Regions from separate parts of the Mus musculus genome. Here region 2 is linked to region 1. Evidence: chromatin contacts called from public HiChIP or PLAC-seq data. All regions are on one chromosome and are shown on one strand. The core of a region is the stretch at or near the end of the contact, and the rest is flanking DNA. Distances in the headings are between cores, read along the strand shown. Region 1 overlaps Lctl (lactase-like). Region 2 holds the start of Igdcc4 (immunoglobulin superfamily, DCC subclass, member 4).

Region 1 (4,636 bases), core at 1,794-4,293:
ATGAGGTGTTTAATTTTAATTGGTCATGTTAATTAGGTGAGCCAAAGGGGGCTTTTGACTGCTGGACTTTAATACTTAGATCTCTGGACCTTAGTAGTCAGCCTCAGGAGGAGGAAATGGCCAAATAAGGGAATAGACCTTGGAGGCTAGTCTTAGGAATGTAATCTAATGGTTTTTTAGCAAGGCAGAGGGGATGGGGAAAGGACAAGGCCTGCCAGAGCCATGCTCACCAGGTTCAAGCTGGCCAGGGTCCCTTCAGAAACAGTATCAAAAGCCTAACCATTCATAATGCTTTTTTATGGATTGCTCTGCCCTTTAACTGTTCAGCTAAAGAACTCTTAAGTCAGAGGCCGGGCCAATGGCTCAGCAGTTAGAGCACTGGCTGCTCCCACAGAGGACCCTGGCTCAGTTCCCAGCACCCATCTGGTGGCTCACAACCGTCTATAACTCCAATCCCAGGGGATCCATCTCCCTCTTCTTGGCCTACAAGAATACTGCATGCATGTGCTGCACTTACATAGATGCAGGTAAAACACTCAGACACCATACATAAGAGTGTTTTTAAAAATTTCCTTTAAAAAAAAAAATCTCCAGGGGGCTGGAGAGATGGCTCCGCGGTTAAGAGCACTGACTGCTCTTCCAGAGGTCCTGAGTTCAATTCCCTACAACCACATGGTAGCTCACAACCATCTGTAATGGGATCCAATGCCTTCTTCTGGTATGTCTGAAGACAGCCACAGTGTACTCATATAAAAAAAATAAATAATTCAAAAAATTTTTTGAAAAAAAATCTCATTTTTTTGTTTGTTTGTTTGTTTTTGTTTTAGTTTTTGAGACCGGTTTCTCTGTGTAGCCTTGGCTGTCCTGGAACTCACTCTGTAGACCAGGCTGGCCTCAAACTCTTGAAATCTGCCTGCCTCTGCCTCCCAAGTGCTGGGATTAAAGGCGTGTGCCACCACTGCCCGGCCAGTCAGTTTTTTAAAAAAGTAAGAGAAATGTGAGTCTCTTCCCAGGCATGAGTGCAGGTCAGTGTGTCACCATAGTCTATCCTGCCAGCCAAGTGTCCACTGGGACAAGTTCCGCCAGACTTTGCATCCCCAACATCACTCCACCCGTGTCTTGTAGGCAAGCCACTGTCTCTTCTCCCCTTTGGCCTTCCGTATATGCTAAGCATCTTCTCTGAACTCCTTCTTCCCACCCACGCTCTGATAGCCAATTGGCAGCCCTGAAGATTTCCTCTGTAAGTCATCAAGCGGAGACCAACCCCCTTCCCCAGCCCAGGTACCTTAAACTGGAAAAGACCGGTTCTGCCTTGCTTCCTTGATGCTTCCAAACTGTTCCTCCCTCTTCCTTCCAAAACCGCAGGCCTTGACCAGTGACTGCCCTGATCCTTCCCGCTGCTCTTCACGTCCTCTGGTTTTTTCCTTCTATCCTTGCAGGGTTTGGCCTTATCTACTGCCCCGTACCCCCTTCCCTTCACCGGTGATTCCTCACTGAGTTTATAAAGTTTCCAAATGTCCCCTATCCTCTTGCTAAGATCATAAACAGTACCCACTGTAGAACCTCTGCCGAAGTGGGCTGGCACTGAGAGCATATCTGATGTGGTAGAGGATCAGTGTGACCCCTGAGACAATGACCCCTCCTGGAGCCTAAGAAGGATCCGGCCTTACCTTAATGATATGGTGTGCAGCCACATATAGGCCAGTGCCCTGGAGCCTCAGGCCTGGTGCGTGGAGACCGGTCTCATAACCTTTTTCTACCATTGTCTGCAGAGACAGCAATGGGGACCCCAGGATCGCGAGAGACAGCAGGGTACCTCCCTGTCTCCCCATATGAAGAAGAGGCTCTACTTACCCGAGGATCACTGAATGTGAGCCAATGCTTCACTCGGTCCCCAAAGACCTCAAAGCATAGGTCAGCATAGTCACTGAAGTATCGGGTCATACTCACATTCTGCCACCCGCCGTATGCTACCTGGAGCATCTGTCAACAGAGAGAGAGGCTGGTGCCCTGGGGAGACTATGGAGTAGGTTGGCAAAGTCTCTGGGTAAAGCATGGGTGACTATAATGTAAGAATGGAAGCAAAGAGCCGGCTGTGGTGGCTTTAATCCCAGCAGTCGGGAGGCAGAGGCAGAGGGATTTCTGAGTTCGAGGCCAACCTGGTCTACAGAGTGAGTTTCAGGACAGCCAGGGCTATACAGAGAAACCCTGTCTGGAAAAACCAAAAAAAAAAAAAAAAAAAAAAGAAAGAAAGAAAAAAAAAAAGAATGGAAGCAAAGATACAGGGGGGTGTGGGAGGAGCACAGAGGCTCTGCTGCAAGGGAGCATCCTTTAAGCCTAACTGGAGGGATCAGAGGAAGCTGGAAATGCCTGCTTAGGAAGAAGCTGACAGGCCTAGGGGCACGTGCCTCTCAGCCTAGCACTCAGGAGGTAGATGCAGGAGGATCAGAAATTCAGGGTAGCCTGGCAACCGTCGCGCACGCCTTTAATCTCGGCACTCGGGAGGCAGAGGCAGGTGGATCTCTGAGTTTGAGGCCAACCTGGTTTACAAAGTGAGTTCCAGCCACGATTTTTTGAGATCTTATCTAAAAAAAAAAAAAAAAAAAAAAAAAAAAAGTTCAGGGTCATCCTCACGTACTTAGCAAGATTGAGGTCTGGGTGAGTGGATCCCAGGTGAGATGTGATATTGGGGAACGTCTAGAATATTCATTGTGACAGCTGGAGGAGGCCTGTCGCTGGTAGGAGAGCGCTGGGGAGGATTCGGAGGGTCTTACTGAAGTCAAGGCACTGCCTGGAGCCTCTGCTATTAGTGTGAGGTAATAAAAACCTCTATGGCAGAAGCCCATAGTGGAAAAACTGCAAGCCTATTGTGTCCTCTGCCCCAGCTAACTGGTAGCTTTGCAACCCAGTTTCCAGTTGCAGTAGCTGGCAGCTGGAAGTCTCAGGCCACGCCTCCAGCCTCTAGCCCCGCCCCACAGCAAGTCCCTCCCACTCAGAAGCCTTCATGGTTCCCGGCTCCTCCTTTTATCCTTCTGTGCCCGGAGTAGTACCTCCCTTCTCCTTCCCCCTCCACAGACCTCTGGACCCAGCACCGACTGGTACAGGTCACAGACTGTTATACCAATGGCTTGGCTGTGACCTCTGTGGGGCCCAGGTGAAGGAAGGAAAACTGCCTGAATGTTGACAGCGATTTTCTGAAGCATTCTGGTATATGGCTGGGCATGGTGGCTATGGACGAGGGCAAGAGGTTCTGCCTCAAACAAAGGAAATGAAAAAAACTGGGGGAATACACTGTGTCACCAAACCTGAGTCCAAACGCGTTTACGCTTCTTTAGCTCAGGGGTAGAGGGCTTGCCTAGCAAGTACAGGGTCCTGGGTTCAGTACCCAACAGCATACATAGACACAGGACTATTTTTTTCCTTATGCCGAATGTTCTGGGAAACATTAGGATCCCACTCTTCATTTACTACAAGCAGCATAGCCTCCCAGATAATGCTTTGTAAGTGTCTATGTACCGAGAGTGGGGGCTGAATCAACTTCAGGTTTTGAGTTTTTTTGTTTTGTTGTTGTTTTTTTTCGAGACAGGGTTTCTCTGTGTAGTCCTGGCTGTTCTGGAACTCACTTTGTAGACCAGGCTGGCCTTGAACTCAGAAATCCTCCTGTCTCTGCCTCCCAAGTGCTGGGATTAAAGGCGTGCGCCACCACCGCCCGGCAACTTCAGGTATTTTAATTACTCTCCAGATTATTTTTGAGACGGAAACTCAGGGATTTGATTCTGCTACGTTGGATGGCCATCTCACCAAATGCTAGGATTACAGGCACATCCTACCCGCCATGCCTGGCTTTTTATGTGAGTGCTGAAGACGGTCCAATGAGCCATCTCTCCAGCCCCATGGATGTTATGAACCCTCCACACGAACAGGATCCAGTAAAAAAAACCGACATAGCTAGTTCATGCCTTTCTCCCTTCTGCCTCTGCCTCGTGGGGACACAGCGCCCCCTAGAGGACGCAGTGTTCAAGACACCATTTTGGAAGCACAGGCCAGTCCCTAGAACTAAGACAAGCTAATAATGATTTTAACTTCACCAGGCTGTGGCATTCTGTCAGAGCAGCACAAATAAGTTAAGACAACCACTCACCACATCTTTCTGACCAGAGTCAGACTCTAGGCTCTGGCCGTTTTTTTGGACACTGTTAGTCCTCACACCAGGCTCCCTCCTGCTGAACCAAGGCCTCACCTGTGGTAGGTCCCAGTGGTGCAAGGTCACAACGGGGGTGATGTTGCTCTTCAGGAGAGCGTCAATGAAATCGCTGTAGAATTTGATTCCTCTCTTGTTCACCTGTTCAGCTGTAAGTGAAACAGAACTCAGGGCTTTCCTCTGGGGCACAACATTCTTGGGTCTCCTGGCCTTCTGCAGGCTGAAGCAACCATAGCCCAGTGTCCTGAGCCATAGAAGAATGCCATCGATATACCTGGAGCTCAGTTACCTGCTGAGCCCATGCTCCTGGGCTGGTCACCCTTGCCTGACACTGATCCCCACAGAGCCTGGGGAGGGACTGTTATCACTCACCTCTGACCCCCGTGGGCAGGAGCCGCGGCCAAGACAGGGAAAATCGGTAGTGGCTGACTTGTA
Region 2 (4,553 bases), core at 660-3,159, 980 kb before region 1:
CTGACCCTATGACGGACAGTCTGGGTCTAGGGCCTTATTCACCACGTTCTGGGCATCAGGCACATGTTAACCTATAAAGAGTGCTCAGCAAATACTGTGAAAAGAAGGGAAGACCTCCACTCTGTAGGGGTGTCTGCAGACTGCAGAGGTTTACACACTCAAAGGAGGTTAAACCAGGGTAAGAATAGTAGTTGCAGTAGCCAGTCAGGTAGCAGACAGGGAGAATCCCAATGCCCGCTCCTCAGTCAGTTCACTGGGAAGAAGAGTCCAGTCTCCCAACACTCTACCCGGTGTCCCGGCCTGAAGCCTCAGAAGTATTTAATAAAGCGCGGGTGCGGTTGCCAGCCAGGATCCCGCGTTCCTGGAGCTTTGGGAAGAACAGGAGGGAGGAGGAGGAGGAGGAAGAGGAGGAGGGGAAGTGCAACTATTCCTTAATCCTTTGGGCTCCGCAAAGACAGACAAGACACCTCTCTGACATTTCCCTGGCGCCGCGTTCACCTGACAACTCCGGGCCCTCCCGCTTCTGCGGCCCAGCCCCACGCACCGAGCTTCTATGGGCTCCCAGCCGGGTTCAGGGTCTCGGAGGGAAAGGGGCGTGTCTTGCGGGGAGAGCAAGGGTCCGAGCTGTTTCCAGCACTCTCCCACCCGCTGTTTTCCTGGAGATGGGCCTGGGGTTGGCCCAGCGGAGGCTCCTTTCCACCACCCCCCGCCTCCCTCCCTGTCTCCCTCCCACGTGGCCTGGCCCAGTCTCTCTGGAAAGCCGCAGCAGCTGGAGAAAAATCCCCCTCCCCACCCCCACTGCCAAGTCCCTCCCCGACTCGCCCCGGACACATCCTTAACTCCCCCCTCGGCAGGGAAGGCAAGAAGTAATCGAACAAAGCGGGCAGCCCATCCCCCTCCAGGCCCTACCACCTAACCTCCTTTGGGCTGTCCCCCAAACGCACACCCCACTGAGAGTGAGAGGGCCGGGGGTGGTAAAAACAGCTTTGGCATACACACTTGGACACTTCGTCTCCCCCCGCCCCCAGTCCTTTCTTTGGTGTGGACAGTTGTGATCCTTACCCTTGACCCTACCCAACACTAGGACCTGGGCACTGGAGGGGGCCTTGCTGATCTCGTCCACGCTTCCCTGGTCCGCCCTTGGGGGTGGGGCAGGAGTGACACGCGTCCCATCCAGAGAGCGAGTGTTGGACGCGTTCGGCAAAGCAACTGGTTTCCTGCCCTTCCCCCAGCCCCACTCCGAACCCTGGGTTTGGGTCCACAACACCTCCACATTCCCCCAACCTCCCTAGCTGGCCCCAGGGGCCACACCCATTGGGCAAAGTTGAGTGTGGTTTTTCTCACCGCCGCCCCCATCAAGAGCAAGGACACTCCCCAAAAGCCAAGGCCAAATATTAGCTCAGTCCCATCCAGTTACACACGCACCCGACACAAATGGAGGTGTAAGTGTACACTCCCTCCCCGCCCGCTCTCTCAGGCACACTCGCGACCGCGAGACGCTTGCGGGCAGGGCAGAATCATGTCCCGCTTGCAGCCACCCGCGCGCTGGCGATGCTACCCGGCGCCTTAGGCACGCGCTGTGGACACGTTCCCCCGCAGGACACCCCCACCCCCGCAGGACACACACATGCAAACCTCACATGCACAAGGGCCACGCGCAGGGGGACACGCACGGTGCCAGGCTGTGCACAGCAAGGACACACACCCCCTGGGGGCAAGTCCCCACAGCCCCCGGCGCGCAAGCATCGCGGGCGCCGGGGACGCCCACTCGCGACTGCGGCCACCCGGGCCCTTACCGCGCGCGGACAGCAGGCAGAAGGTCAGCACCAGGAGCCCGCGGCCCGTGTCCGCCCGCGCCATAGGGCCGGGCTCGGGCCGCTGCCGCCGCGTCCGGGCGCCTGGGCCGCCGCCGGGGGAGGGCGCGCCGGGCGTCAGTGGCTCCGGGAGGCGCGGCGCCGCGGGCGGGGGCGCGGCCTCCGGGGCCGGGGCCCGAGCGGGGGCCGGCGCGGGGGCCGGGGCCGCGGCCAGCTCGCCCGCCCCTCCATCGCCATCTTGGGCTAGCGGCCCACGCGGGGGCGCCCCGCCAGTGTGGCCACCCTGCACCACAGGGGACACGCGCCCGCGCGCCACCAGCCTGCTCCTGCGGCTCACTCAGCACGCGGGAGCCTCCCGCTCCTCGGGTCACCTCAGGCTCCTTTCTGTTCATCTTTTTACCTGAGCCTCTGGATCTCTGTTCCCTAACCCTACCATGACTCTACCTTCAGGGTCGCCTCCACCTCTGTTCCAGGCTCAGTTCACTGAGACCTGTCCTTTTCCAACTCACAGCCTGACCTGAATCCTGTTTAGCCTCTCCACAGGCTGCACCAACAGACTCTCTGAGGACACTACAATTCCTTGTCCCCGCTACCTCTTCCATGCCAAGCTGAGGGATTCTCTTGGCTTCCTTCCTTCCTCCTCAGTAGCCAACCCAGTCTGTACTGTGTTCCACCTCTGTGAGGGACAACGAAGACTTGCTTACCACCATTTTACATACCTGCATACTGGGAATATTTGGGTTTGTAGTGGGGACTCCCTAAGGACAGGAGGCTTAAAGCAGCAGGTGCAGGGCCTGCTAATGGTGTTGAGCCTCCACCGGTCCACTCTCTTTTTCAGAACTGCCTCTTTTCCAACTGAGCTGGCCAGGTTAGTTGCCTCAGTGTGTCTAAAGCTGGGGGAATCAAATGTCAGGTTGGGTTGGGGAGAGAAAAACATACTAAACGTCTATTTAAAATGATGCGTTTGTGATGGGAGAGATGGCTCAGCGGTTAGAGTGCTTATTGCATTTGCAGAGGACCTAGATTTGGTTCCGGTACCCACCCAGGCGACTCACATCAGTCTGTAACTCTAGCTCCAGGAGGTCTGATACCACTGGGCTCTGTGGCATCTGCACCTACAAGCAGACACACAATTAGATACAATTTAAAATAAATAAAAATTATATATATATATCCGGATTTTGAGGCTAGAGAGGTGGCCCAGTGGCTAGAGTGCTTCCTGCCCTAACAAAGGACCTGGGTTCTGCTCCCAGCACCCATATGACAGCCATAACCATCTGTAATTCCATTTCCAATGAATCTGATGCCCTCTTCTGGGCTTTGTAGGCACTTTCCTGCACATGGTGCACATAAACTCATGCAAGTACACACATACACATAAAAAAAAATTTTTTTTTAAAGGAAAAATGCTACATTCTTCCTTTTCTTGTATCCATTGGCATCCCCATGATTTAGAATCATTTCCATTCCGGCTCACATGCTGCCAGTAAGTTCTATCCCTTTTGGGGAGGAAGAAGTTCCTGTACCCTCAAACCCATTATGTAGTCAAAGATGTCCTTGAGCCTTTGATCCTCTGGCCTCTGCCTCTGGAGTGCTGGGATGACCAGTATGCACCCCCAGGCCCTGTTAATGATAGCGGGGCTCTGAAACCAGGGCTCCTCACAGGTTAATCACATACTCAGCCAGCTGAGCCGCAGTCCCACTATGTCTGTACTTAGCAGATCTAAGGGACCCTGGCAAGGTCCTGCCTCAGCCTCGTTTTATCCCAGGGCTATCATTAGCAATTCATTCGATTACTCCTTCCTTGAAACCAAGTGATCTCCCGGTCCTCAGCCCTGGTCCACAGGGCTCTCATCTTTATAGGAGTGATGCTGAGCAGATACCTCCAGCCTGAACCTTCTCCCCAAGCTTGCATTTCCAGTTCCTGCTCAGCAGTTTACATCCTGATCTTCCCATCCCTCCTGCCACCTCCAGACTGCTGTCTTGCTTCCTAGAACCACAACATTCTTCCTGTAGCTCAGATCCAATATTTTTGAATTATTAATTATTAATGTATATGTGTGTGATTTGTGTGGGGTCAAACCTGGAGGTCAGAGGACAACTTTGGAATGTCCCCTGGGCTTTACCTGCTGAGCTGCCTCCAGGGCCTTGAGGCTCACGTCAAAATTGAAATCAAATCGTACACTCACCCTTGACCCCTCTCCACCTGCTTTTCCGTCCTCACCTCTCACCTGAATTGTTATGGCACCTCCCTGCCACCTTGCTGTTTCTGGCCTTTCCTCTTTGTGTGTCTTGGTCCAAACAGCAGCCAGTTCCCGTCACAGCTCTGTCAGGCTTCCATCTCAGAGAACAGAACCAAAGTCCTGCCTCTTACTACACTGCTCAACTTGTTTACCCCTCCCCAGCAACACCAACCCCTTCCCTTCCAGCCTCAAGACCTTTGCCCAGAACTGGGGATGTTAGAAATAGAGTCCTTGCCTAACACGCACGAGGCCCTGAGTTCAATGCTCATCACTGAGAAGGGGAAGAAAGAACGAGAGGAGGGGGAGGAGGAGAGGTAGAAGGAGTAAAGAGGAGGGGAGGAGGGAGCAGGCGGGATGGGGATGAGCTTTGCCATCACGAGGTGAGGTCCACTCCTCCCTACTGCAGTGTCAGGACGTCTTCCAGGAGCTAGGGATGCTGCTCACATGCTGGAGAAACCCTGGGTTCAGTTCCCAGCACTGCTTGGCCATACACGCC

Evidence for each region. HiChIP or PLAC-seq counts read pairs in DNA pulled down with a chosen protein or histone mark.
Region 2: an H3K27ac HiChIP or PLAC-seq map of epiblast stem cells shows a contact between it and region 1, with 5 times the contacts expected there. The contact joins the promoter of Igdcc4 here to the enhancer-like site in region 1. A contact is called at or near these places in 2 of 39 promoter capture datasets (hippocampal neurons and liver), 3 of 115 datasets of contacts at active chromatin or transcription factors (embryonic stem cells, epiblast stem cells and pancreatic cancer cells) and 1 of 9 other capture datasets (liver).

Annotation. Positions count from the first base shown.
Region 1 is chr9:64,119,453-64,124,088 of GRCm38.p6, reverse strand. Lctl (lactase-like) reads right to left here. Exons shown (of 14, transcript NM_145835.2): 4 at 4,574-4,636; 5 at 4,241-4,350; 6 at 1,855-1,983; 7 at 1,671-1,766. Among named protein-coding and RNA genes, the nearest start is that of Lctl, 4.6 kb to the right of the region's middle. Within about 2 kb of position 3,043, at least 58 of the 459 cell types and tissues checked have an H3K27ac peak or open chromatin away from gene starts, as enhancers often do. A contact at or near this core is called in embryonic stem cells, epiblast stem cells, liver and 1 more, where this site is marked.
Region 2 is chr9:65,098,842-65,103,394 of GRCm38.p6, reverse strand. Igdcc4 (immunoglobulin superfamily, DCC subclass, member 4) reads right to left here and starts at 1,909. Exons shown (of 20, transcript NM_020043.3): 1 at 1,797-1,909. The coding sequence starts at 1,860.